Linked DNA regions of Macaca mulatta: region 2 is linked to region 1. A link is a contact called in public Hi-C data. All regions are on one chromosome and are shown on one strand. The core of a region is the stretch at or near the end of the contact, and the rest is flanking DNA. Distances in the headings are between cores, read along the strand shown.

The links. Hi-C and Micro-C count contacts between places; a contact is called where the count stands out from the background.
Region 2: a contact with region 1 is called in a Hi-C map of fetal cortical plate, with 5 times the contacts expected there. The contact joins two enhancer-like sites. A contact is called at or near these places in 2 of 14 Hi-C or Micro-C datasets (fetal cortex germinal zone and fetal cortical plate).

What each region holds. Positions count from the first base shown.
Region 1 is chr6:94,819,493-94,825,627 of T2T-MMU8v2.0, reverse strand. All of the region lies in intron 1 of LOC106998839 (a long non-coding RNA gene), which reads right to left. Among named protein-coding and RNA genes, the nearest start is that of TMEM161B, 140 kb to the right of the region's middle. Within about 2 kb of position 3,652, at least 8 of the 40 cell types and tissues checked have an H3K27ac peak or open chromatin away from gene starts, as enhancers often do. A contact at or near this core is called in fetal cortical plate, where this site is marked.
Region 2 is chr6:95,082,697-95,088,978 of T2T-MMU8v2.0, reverse strand. No RefSeq gene overlaps it. Among named protein-coding and RNA genes, the nearest start is that of MIR9-2, 7.5 kb to the left of the region's middle. Within about 2 kb of position 1,343, at least 17 of the 40 cell types and tissues checked have an H3K27ac peak or open chromatin away from gene starts, as enhancers often do. A contact at or near this core is called in fetal cortical plate, where this site is marked.

The sequences.
Region 1 (6,135 bases), core at 2,403-4,902:
TTAGTGTAATTAAGTACTTTGAATTCTTAAATACTCATTTAACAACTCCAAAAAAAAAAAATATAAGTTGAATGCTTTTAAAAGTTCTTCAAAAACCATTGTCAGTTCTATTTTGTAAAATCTACTTCAAAAATTAGTCGACTACTGTGAAAGAAATGCTTTTAATAGAGAGATGAAAAAAAGCGGGGAGGAGGGATTCAGGAGGAGAAAAATGTCAAGTGAATCAATATGATTAATTAAATTAAATGTGGATTCATAAAGCTCATATTCACAGATTTACACAATATATTCACAGTGACATTTAAAACATGTTTGGAAATCCCTAAATAAAGTCCCACGTACATGAAGACATTTTTCATCTTTAAAAAATAAAAAAAGTATCTACGTAATAAAATCATATATCTTTACTGCTAACTACTATATATGTTAATAGTTCTTTGACAGAAAAACAATTTTCAGCTGTAAAACTTTTAAAGGAAAATATATCTAGTTTTGCTACTTTCTGAGAAGTTTATCCTTAAGCCTATCCATAATCTTGGCTACAAATATAGCATAAATACTTTTTCTTGTTTTTAATTCATATCAAGGTCGTTTTGGTGTTAAGCCATTAAATTTACAACTCTCTATGCTGTTCTTCTACTGGGTCACTAAACTGTTAAAACTTAGCAGGTCAAATATTTATAAGAATAAATGTTAATTTTTACAAGTTGTAAAATATGATGTAGAGGAAAAGAACTGGTTCTTAAGTTTCTGAAATATATTGCTTTAAAAAAAAAAAAAAACTCAGGCAACACAAAGACAAAAGTGATACCTTAAGCCTACTTGTAGAATTAATATGTCTGAATGATAAAAATGACAACAGGGTCTTTAACACAACATAACACCTAAAATAAGAGATTTGGAGAGAATATCCAGGTTCTGACAGTACTTACTGGTGTGATTTTTATGTAAGTCAATTTAACTTAAGAAAATTAATAGTCTTTAGGTATTAATTCTGAGTTGTTTATGATTACTCTGTCACAAAAGTCTATTAATGTTAGTGGGTTTCTCCTCCAATCCTGTGTATTTCATATTAGTATAAAGCCTTTTATTCCTGCTTTCATGAAGAGTATATTATATTGCTTTCACAACAATTCAGTCATAGCTCAAGCTATTTTAACAAATGACAATTTTTCCCTGTAAAAAAGGTTCCAAGATGAAGATTTTACATCACAGAGAAAATGGAGGAAAATTGAGAGAATACTTTATTTCCTTTAGTAGCTTGCTATTGATGATGAAAAACAAGGAAACAAATATAATTGGTAAAACAAACCCCAAAGGAAGTTTCAAGTATCTCAAATAGGGGAATATTCTTAGCTGTAAATAGCTCAATTTTATTTCTAGAACCCAAACTATGTATCCCTACCCACCCGCCCCCCACCACCACCAATCTTGCTTCCAATTTCAATACTTCAGCCTTATCAAGTAAACAAGCTATTGTTAGAATAGAAAATCCAGCTAAGGTTTGAGGGCTGCTGCCACGTCCCTCTCTTCCTAGCACAATTCGGTGCCAATAGCTTTTGGAAAAGGGAAGAAAGAAAGGTCTGCCACTGTGGTGCGTGGAAGTAAAGGGGCAGAGGGGCATCACTTCAATCTCTTGGCTCTGGCTCTTTCTCACTCTCGCATCTCCAGAGAAAAGAGATGCTCTTCATTCACAAAACAAAACAAGAAAATCTCTATAATTATTTTTGGCTCAGCTCCATTGAAATTCATTCTCCTGGAAGCGTCTCTGTTTTAGATTAAAACAATGCTTAGAATATTCATTCTCTGCTCCCCTTTTCTTGCTTTCTCTCTCACTACCCCTGCATGCCACCCACCCCCAACCCACCCACCCACCACCATTTTCCTCTTGCTTTCTCTATTTCTCAGTCTTGGTTTCTTTTGCTGTCTGCCCCTGCCTTTGGTTATATTTTTTCTTAATAGTACCAAAGTTAGGCCTCAGAGATTGCTAATACCAGTGCCTACAAGTGCCTACTCAAGGTCTCCATGTTTAATGTCATTTGTTCAATCTCCTCCCCTCTTTCAGTCAGGGAATTTTCCCAATCCTGTGTCACTGGTCATATTTTATGATTGTTGATTTGCTGATATAATGCTTCAAACCAAAAAATAGATCACTGCTTGTTTTATCCTGTTCAGTAAAATTGGGAATACAATTTACTTTCTCTTTCTTACAGACCTCTCTTCAATATCTAGTCCTCAAAAGATGAATAAAATCTTCGTTGTCCATAGTACATGGTAGTTATTAAATTTCAGCAGAAAAGCATAGAAAATTATTATTTAAAAAATCTAAATTTTACCATTTAGTCAGACAAAATTTAATGCATGAAAGAAGGATATAACTATACAAATTTTTTTTATCACTTTTAACCTTGATTTTTTTTCTTTACGGTAAAACTTTTGGCTCTTCTCTTTGCTAAGGGAAAACAATTTCAGCAAATGGAAAGTCGAATTCCTTTTCCAAACAAAGTTTGTGTGTACATATTAACAAAAGTTATTTGTGCTGTGAAATGTGGGGTCCTGTTTCCTGAAACAGTGGATTCATTTTGGAACCTACTACAAGACAATAATTTTATTTATAATGACTTACATCCTGTGGAATTCCAATTTCTCATACCTTTCAATTTTTGGTGACTGTAGACAAAAGTTGCTGATAAACCTTTTACAGAAAGAGGCGGATCTGATACCTACATTCATTAATATTAATGCATTATTCTGTTTCTTACTTTCTAATTGTAATAATGAATTTGAGTTCGTTTCAAATTCTTGGTTGTTAGCAAAGGCATCCAACCTTAGTACCCATCACCCGTGGAGTGCGCTTCCTATTTAGGGGTACATTTCTGCTCCTTTGAACAATGAATGTTTTATGTGGATACTGTATTCATATATAAGTAAGCCCTACCCTTCCTGCACCATCTTGACAAACAAAACAAAATCCTGACAGTTGCCTAGATCTGAAATGTCTCTAGGATTTCCTATATGCTCAACAACACAAAAGCAATTGTGTAAGCGTGTATTTAAAAGAGTTTGAAAATCCATTCTAAGACTTCACAAGAACTGATTACTGAACTCCATTTGGTTTACCAAATAAAGAGGAGAAAAGAAAAAAAAAAAAAGGAAAAGCACACACTGCCGTTAATTACACTGTAAACATTAAATATTCTTTCTTTCTATCCTTTGCCCTTTTCAAAAAGAAAGGTGGTAATTTACATGTACTGTGCCTCTTTCCTCTCATTGTTTTAATTCCTTTCCTTCTGGTTTCTTTTTACTTCTATAGAAAAGAGGTGGACATATTTGAGAAGATAGAAATGTTTACCTAGTACATTTGTACATTTTCTTCATGTAAAGAAAGAGCGTAGGCACCTTCTACTTTGTCTTATGACCTTTGTTAAGCCACTAATCTGGAAGCTGCATTTTAATTACAAAATATTGTAAAGGAATATAGTAGGAATACACAACCTTTGATTCCTAGCCAAATGAGAGAAGTTTAATAGCAATGTATAGTTGCAGGAATGGTTATGCTTGGGATCCATATGCATGTTCAACTCACACATTCAGGCAGTGCAATAAAGCAGGGAAAAAACAGCTGATACACAAAAGGGACCGTCTAGACAGTACCCCATCAGTCTGGCTAAATTTGGTGCTGGCATTCCCAACGGGATTGTAATATAATTGTTCTGGTGTCTGCGTTCATTCTCCCTGTCAAACACCATTCCAAATATACATCCTTCTCCCCCCAACCATTCTTGTTCCACAAATATGAAGCCCAAACTGTGCCATGTTGGAGAGGGTGTTAGATGGCTCAAGCCAAAGAAAACGTTATAATTTAGCAAAATCACATTGTTTAATTCCTTAAAAAAAAAAAAAAAAAAAAAAACCCTGTTACATCTTAGCTCCAAATAGAATTAATTTCAATCAAATTGTAATAATTTAAATTAAGAACATGGAAAAGATTTCAATGCAAATACAAACAACCTGAAAATATTCAGCACCTTAGATGAAAGCAAATAGGCCTTTTTGCTCCCTTATATTTATTAGCCTCTGTCAGAAAATTTAACAGAAATCAGAGACGTGAAAGTGTAATGATCGACATGGATCATAAATTCTAATGAGGAAAAAACCTAATGAAAAAAATGTTAAGCAAAAGCATTGAAAAAAGGCAAATTGTGTATTTTTTCTTTCTTGTGCTTAAAGCCATAATTTTTTTACTCTAAACACCTTACGAAAGTTGAAATTGTGATATTTATATATGAACAACTTCATAGTTTTGGCTCTTTATAAAAGAAACCAGCCATACTTACCCACAAATTTATAATAACTATCAATTAATATTTTTAAAATACTTTGGTTTAAAACACTGAGAAAATGGAAATCACTACTTACAAAACCGAATAAACCAAAAGGGACACGATTAAAATGAATAATACACAGATTATTGGCAAAAATATTTATAATCTAAAAACTTCCACAATGTTGAAATTAAAACTGTCAGATTCCTTTTTTTTTTAAAAAAGGAAAATTCAGACTTTAGGATTACCATATAATATAACCACAGATACATTTATTTTATTTTCTGTTTTAACATGTCACCTCTGGGCATTGCTTAGATATTAAAATTGGGCAGTAAACCTATATTTTAATCTTTTTTTAATTCCAAAAAAAAAAAATTTGGGGAAAGAAGCTGGGCTGTTTGTTTTGTCTTGTTTTATTAAGTGTAAATCTATGTTTGTACTTCTGATTTGGGAGGTTTAATAATCTTTTCCTTGATGCTGTAAATAGAAATTGGTCTCCCACCTCCCAGCAGTTTTGAGATTCTAGATTAGGAACCCAAGTGAGTGAAGAAATCTCCCAACCCCCATCAGGGACTACTCTAACTAAAGAAAAATCAAAGAAAATACTTCAGGCACTACATCCTGCCTTTATCCAACTTCAGGAGGCTGAGAGACAAACACACCAACCAAAACGGGGCACAAGCGAGAAATGGCTGTTCCAGAAAGAAGCAACACACAGTCTCAACTCGCACAAAGACAGAGCACCAATTACACAGAAAACCACAACCAAAGCAATCCAGAAACACTCAGATATGCTTTGGAGATGCCTTAAAATGCTCACGTGGAAAAGAAAGAGAAAATAAGTTTAAGAGATTGTATCCTTTTATTTTTAATTTTTAAAAATGTAATTAGTGACTTCATACTTTTCCTTTCTTTGTATAAAATTGCTATTCTGATGTGCACATGGGTGCTAGAAACAGTCATTAAAAAGATAATATTTGAGCATAGTGCCTGCCGGAAGCTGGGTATTTTGCTTGTGATTGTTTTTTTATTCGCTTTTATTTTACTTTTTTAGAATACATACATGGTATAAAGTGAAAGAAAGGCATACTGTAGGCCTCTGTGAGATGAGACAGCGTAGCAAAATCTGAGTTTTATACTTAGTTTTCAAACTATTGAATAATATCCTATGAGACCTCTTAGGTCTTAACTGGATTAAAATGAATATATTTGTGCTCCGGCTCTTTTCAGCTAACTAATGTACATGTGAATTGATAGTGTACGAGGGAGCAGGCGAGAGCAAGTGTATATGACACTGGGAGTGGATGCAGGGGCCAGGCCGAGTGTGACTGTGTGAAGGAGCGTGCAGGACGGTGTGGGCTGTCTGGACAGAGTGAGAGAAATGAAAATTAGCAGGCCTTGGGGTCTGGTGCGTTTTGTCCAGAACCACAAGAGAAGCTTAGTTGGGAGATGAGGGGGGAGGGGAAGGGTGTTGGTGAAGGGAGGGTGGAGAAGGAGGTGTGGCGTGTGTGTGTGTGTGTGTGTGTGTGTGTGTGACTCTGAGGTTTCAGTTATGGTTGAGCCTTGGGTTTTTGTTTTGGCGGTTCCCAGCATAAATAGGCTGGAGTTTCAGGTTCAGGGTGGAGTGCATGCCAGGGGATCGGATCGTCGTTCTGAGTTTCTCTTTCTGGCCCTTCTCTATGGTTGCTGCTCAGAACATTGCGGCTGTGAAGGATTGGGGGGAGAAGCAAGGGATGGGGGTCTGTCTGCAGCTGCCCCTCTCACAGTTGAATAAAAGAACTTTTTTTTTCAGGGGTAGGGAAGCTGT
Region 2 (6,282 bases), core at 94-2,593, 270 kb before region 1:
TCAGTGTCCTTGCTGAATATGAATGGGTATATTCACTAGTATCAATCCCTTAATGAAGTTACCATTATGCATAATAATGAGACAAATGCATTATTTACATTCAAAATGGAATATTTTCCAAAGTGACTTTTCTTTAGGTCACCTTGATCGGTAAATTTTCCACCACGAGAGTTCTTTGTGTTTATTTTTAAAATTAAAACAATTTTCTTATTTGGAAAAATATAAAATTCTAATTTGATTTTGTGTAGCCTGATGAAAATTAAGAAACCATTTAAATTATAAGTAAGATATATAGATGAATACATATAAATATTTTGAGATATTTTAGCATTTTAGGAATTTTGACTTTTTAAAAATGGAGAGATGAAGCCAAAGGTTTTATTTTCCAATGTGGCTAGAAAATGAATGACAGTATGTAACTGTCTTTGTATCTAGTTCTTTCCCATGAATCTATACATCTGGAAATGTCACTGTGGTTTCAGAATATCGATACCCTTTCCTCCCTAATGTGCTACAGTTAAGTAAAACACACTATAATATGTTGCATTTAGTGGGAGCTGGGGGTGGCAGTGGTGAGATGGGCGACACAGGACAAGGTGTTCTTCAAGACTGAGAACTAATTAGAATCAGTTATTGAGTAAAAAGATATCTATAATGCTGGGTCGATTGTTTTAACATGACTACTTCGAGATAGTTAAACAGGTCCTACAGCAATGGGGCATGTAAGGCAGTTCCTCAATGTCTCTGGATTTTAATGGATGGCTTTGTTACCCTGTTTTTCTGCTCATCGGTTTCTTAGCACAACTTAAACAACCTAGTACAGAAATCAGCAGAACCCTCTATTCCTATTTGCTCAGAGAACCCATTTCACCCCTTCTGGGAACTGTTCGACTTATTTGTGGAATTAATTCTAAGGTGGTGAATGGAAATGGAAAGTATATAGTTGTGATTGATGTTAAGGAATATTTATCTGCCCTCAATCAGGGCTGCGAGAGTTAGTGCACTTCCTTAGAAAGGTGATGACCATGTTTGAGGTGGGAGCATGTGGCTTTCCGCTTTTCAGCCAACTGCCAGACCACAGGGGGTAGGGCTTTTAAAAAGCGCAGATAATCGACTTTATTCAGGGAAATACGGAGTTTTGAGCCATATTTGTTCCAAGAGCAGCACATCACTATGCTTGATGGTTTGACTCGGTTTTAGCTGAGCGCGGGCACAGCGCATTCTGGAGATCTAAAAATAGCCAGGCTTAGCAGCCGCCTTGCAAGGTACTTGGCGTGGGCGGTGCACAGAGGAGACAGCCGACTCTGTGACTGGCTGCAGAAGCGGTTAGGCTAGGCAGTGGCAGCAGCGAAGGCGGCTGGCCCGCCGCGGGGCAGGACGACGCCTCCCGGTGACCGCCAACTGCCCGAGTCCTCCTGCAGCTGCTGCGGCTCGCGGCCCTCGCCTGAAAGCGGGCGTCTGATTGGTGTTTCCCGGGAGACGGGCTGCTCTGGCTGACGGAGCTGGTGCGCCGGCGCGCGCGCTCCCGGGTTGGCGCGCGACTGGGAGGCCGGGGGCGCGCTACGGCCCGGGTAGCAGGCTGGGAGGCGGCTCAAGTTCGCGCTAGCTCAAGTTCCCGCGCCCGCGCATGGCGCGTTGGAGGCTGCTGGACGCGGCGCCGCGCTGCTGGACTCGGCAGGGGCGGGTCGTCAGCCTGTCCTTTGCCTGGCACGCCGAGCTGCGTCTGCGAAGGCTATTCTGCTTTTGTTTTTTGTTTTAAATTATTATTTTCCTGCCTCTCGGCCCCTAATCAGCGACCTTGGTCACTCCCTCTGCGCCACCTCCGGTCTGCAGTTGCTTGGGAATCCCTGAGTTGAGCTTGTGAATGGGGGTGGCGTCGAGGTTTAGTCACTCCTGGACGTCGGTTAGAGGCAGGCATCTCCCAGCGGCCACCCCCTCCCACAGGGCCCCTTCCTCAGGCGGCACGCAACTTGGGTTAAGAGGGCTTTCTTTTGCTGACACTCGGTGTTTCTAGTTTTGCCCAGGCTTCTTCCCTGGACGTGATCAATATCATTGATAAAGATATTGTGTAACTCCCAACTCCTCCCTCCCCGCCACCACCACACACACACCGTTATTAACTTAGTGAAAAGCTGCTAACGGAAAGGGTCTCCCTGCGGGGAAGCTCAGGGGTGGGGCGGGGGCGGGGAAGTTTTGTTTGGTGGCAGGCGTTGGTGAGCGCTTGCCGCTCTGGGCCCTTCCCTGGGGCAACTCCCACTTCTACCCCCATTGCCCATTAGGAGCTCAGGGCGCATCTTACCCCATCATCAGATTTACTGGAAATATTAATCTCCTTGTTGGGTGGATACAGTAGAACTTGTTCAGAGATTACTTTAAAAAGAGATCTGGGTCTTAAGCACTTACTAAAGCCAGTTAATAACATCATGCATGGACATTTAAACTTGTTGTAAGTTGCAGAGAGGATTAGCGGGAAGTCACGCTGTGCGCAGCTAATGATACCATCTTAACTCTAACTGGGCTAAATCCAACTCGCCCGGCGCAGGTCCGGCTCTGCGGCCCTCGGGTGAGGCTAGGAAAGAGGGTCTTGGAAAGAGGTCTTGGAAAGAGGGATCCGCCCCGATCCTTACTGCGGGTGACGGTCACTGGTCCCGGGAGGCCGCGGGCGGTCCTGCTGTTGTGTAGGCACGCGCCCAGGGACGGGGTCCCAGGCCTCCCGGTGCACACGGACGCACCGCCGTCCTCGGGCTGAGCTTCAGTGACACCGAAGGGCACTGGCCAACATGTCAAAACAGTTTTCATTCCATGAACCAAAGGGGTCTATTGCAAGGTCTATTGCAAGCTCAGGTGAAGTCGTGGGACTCCAAAGGTAGTGGCTTTCCTGCTACTGGTCGATTTGCATTACAGAGGCCGTTTACTTTCAATTCCACTTTTACAAAAGTAGTCACGCTCTATTTCACAGGTAAATTTCGAAGCATTATTAACAACTTCCTATCATAGTCTTCCTCAACTACTTTCGATCTGATTACTGTTTTAAAGCAGTTTGCTACCACTTTATGACAGGGCCAATTAGAAATAATCTTCAGAAAATGCTTCGAAAATGCTGCGTTATTAAAACACTTACCTAACAATATTCATTTAATTCTGTCACTAAGTAGCTGTCTGACAGATTTCGTGTTTTCTCTGAGTTTCTTTTAATCGTCACTGGCCCTGGGAAAACAAGCTAACAGGAGAATTTTAACTGCAACCTGGCTCTTGGCTATTTAAAGTTTTAAATTTAAACTTGACAAGGTTAAGATGTTTATTTTTAATATCATCAATAGCTAATGGGAGATTGGAAAAAACTACAGATGCTAATCACCTTAATAATTGGCGAAAACCTGTAAAAGGAACCTCTTGAGAAAAGAGATGTGCATTAAAAAAAAAAAAAGATAGACAATAAATACTTTCTCTGAATCAGGCCACAAAAAATGATCTACAGAATATTACCCAGAATGTCTCTTAAATCTTTGTCTTTTAGGGAAAAGTATCTTCCTGTACACACAAATATATACATATGAGTGAAATTTACTGGGATGGAAAAATGTCTAACAAGTATGATTTAGAAATATTTCCACCGAATGAGTATCTCAAATATAATTAATTTATGTATTTATCAACATTGACCTAATTTAAAAAACTTCATATATTTGGAGATTAATACCTTCATGAAGACAATAATAGATGTAATATCATTGAAATTCAGAATCTATGGACTTACTTCCTGTCAGGGTTAGATCTCTCGTATAGTAATAATAAAAGTGTACTTAGTCCTTATTTTTAATTCAATGAGAATTATGAATTCTTGAAACTTGCATAAATATAACAGTCTTTGGGAGGAACTCAAATAATAGATTTTAGGCCTTATTTTTAGAAAGTACATAGTTTGTACACAGTTACTACCCAATATATATTACTTTAATGGATTGAGTTACTCTTGAAATATATGATGTACATACAAAGTTAAATTAGCATTGGCTGATGTTGGGAAGCTGAAGTTGAGGGTATTGAGTGGTTTGTGGAATAGCCTGAAAACTGTTTAGAAGCTTTAAATATGACAAATTCATGGCAAGTGGGTTTGAAATGGATGGAAGAAAAATAATCTGATAGGAATTCATCTCTGGGGTCTGTAATATATACCTCTTGAGTGGTTCCAGTAGTGAAAATACCTAGACAGCAAGGATATAGGAATTAATTGATAAATTTGCTTTTGCATTGTTTTATAAAGTAACTCTTAAGACACTTTGTAGGTATGTAGATTAATATAAAAATAAAAAGTTTAGCTCTCCCTAAATAAAGTTAAAAATTGCTGAGTAGCTTAGATTTCCACACTGAAGACTCATGCCCAATTATAGTCTAAAGTCTCAGTTTGCAGATATGACATGGGATTCCAGTGATTCAAACAGCACAGTACAAATACTGCATATATTTCTGCCAAATTTGTCTCAGATGGACTAGCTGCTAAGGAAGAATCCATAGCATGACTGAGCTAACACAGAGTGTGTTACCTCTCCAATAAGTAATCCCTCCATTTGCATGCTGTGCTCAATGACAGGAGAGAGGACTCGAATTTCTGTTATTTTTCTGGACTTTAGCTTAAAGGTCTATATTGTCAGTTCAAAATACATGAAGTGAACACTTTTTCGTTAGCCAATCGTTATTATTATGATAAAATTATTTTCTTGGTCATTGAAAATTTTTGGCTTTATTTATTAAAAGTTAACTAGCTTTATTTCATTAGAGATTGTCTAATTCCATTTTGATTTTTCAAATTGCATTTTATACTATAAAGAGCCCTTCTGCATAAAATACAGTTTGAAAAGAGAAAAATATTTATGCCTTTATCATTTTAAGTGATCAAATACTGTAGTGCTAGATATTAGAATATCATGTGCATCACTACATTATTAACTTAATCTAATGCTCGGAGTCATTACCACATTCATGGGTGTCTTTCTGATATCTCTCCAGTCCACTGGATTTTGAAGTGTGATTATGTAAATTTTCTACTGATAAATAAATGACTATAATTGTACTTGAAATACCACTCAAATTCTTAAGACCATGGCATCTAAATAATATATTATGCATTCCTTAATTATTTATCAAGACTAATTCAAAATAACTGTAGGGCAAAGCATTTATTTTTAAATAGCTATCCCTTTCCCCAATTTTTCTTTACAGGGTTAAAAAATATTCCAGATGGTGGAACTATAGGGGATGAGAAAAGGGTTGATGAGTGGAGTGAGTAAGCAGCAAGTTTATCCTTCAAGTAAACATATCTGGTTTGCCCAATAATACTCTTACCCTAATGCAATTTTTAAGGCATATGATCTTAATGTCAGTTCAGTAAGAGTATTTGATGATAGAAAAAAACATTTTTAAATGTTAAACATTAGTCCAGAAAATTCTTCACCATTATTTGACAAGGAAAATGGGAACAGTTAGCAAACAAAACATTTCACACATGGTTATTTTTAAAAGTTCTTTTATAAACATAGTAGGGAAATTGTAAAATTTCAGTAAGGGTTATGCCAATCAAATGACACTAAATTTAAAGTATGGCTTTCCTTCATTTAATTATAGATGTAAAAAAGTCACAATAATTGAATGGTGCCTTTTCATTGTTTAACAATTGCAAGGCTGTATTCAGAACTCTTGTTGCACTGTGCCTTTAAAGGAAGCGCGTGTGTGTTTTACCTACATAAATTCTAATTGCAGAATCCACTCTAATCACCACAAAGAAATCATCTGAATCCTCATAAGTTCATGAGCTACACACTTTTCTTTTTTTATTCTGCAGACCACACCTTATCTGGTTGCTAATGAAATACAGGAGATTGATTGCAGAAAATCTTCAAGGGAATATTTGCTGTACCACATATAGTAAGCTCCATTTGGTGCATTAGCATTTAGCCATTTTATGCAAATTTAGAGAAAATGACTCATGTATATGATTTAATATGCATCAGCGATAACTCATATCACCCTTATAAGAAAACAGAAATTAAAAATTCATTAGAAAACTAGACTAGTGTCACTACATGGTTAAAACATTATTAAAGCATATTTCAATGTTTTGCTTACACTAGTGTTCTCATCATGGTGCCACCATTTCATGACAAAGACCGTAGAGGAGAAAACATTCAACTTAAAATGTCTGCTGGCACACATCGCTGGATTTGTGTGTCACTAAACAATGAGCGAGCATAGCCTTGAATACCAACTATTTAATTAGCACTTTTG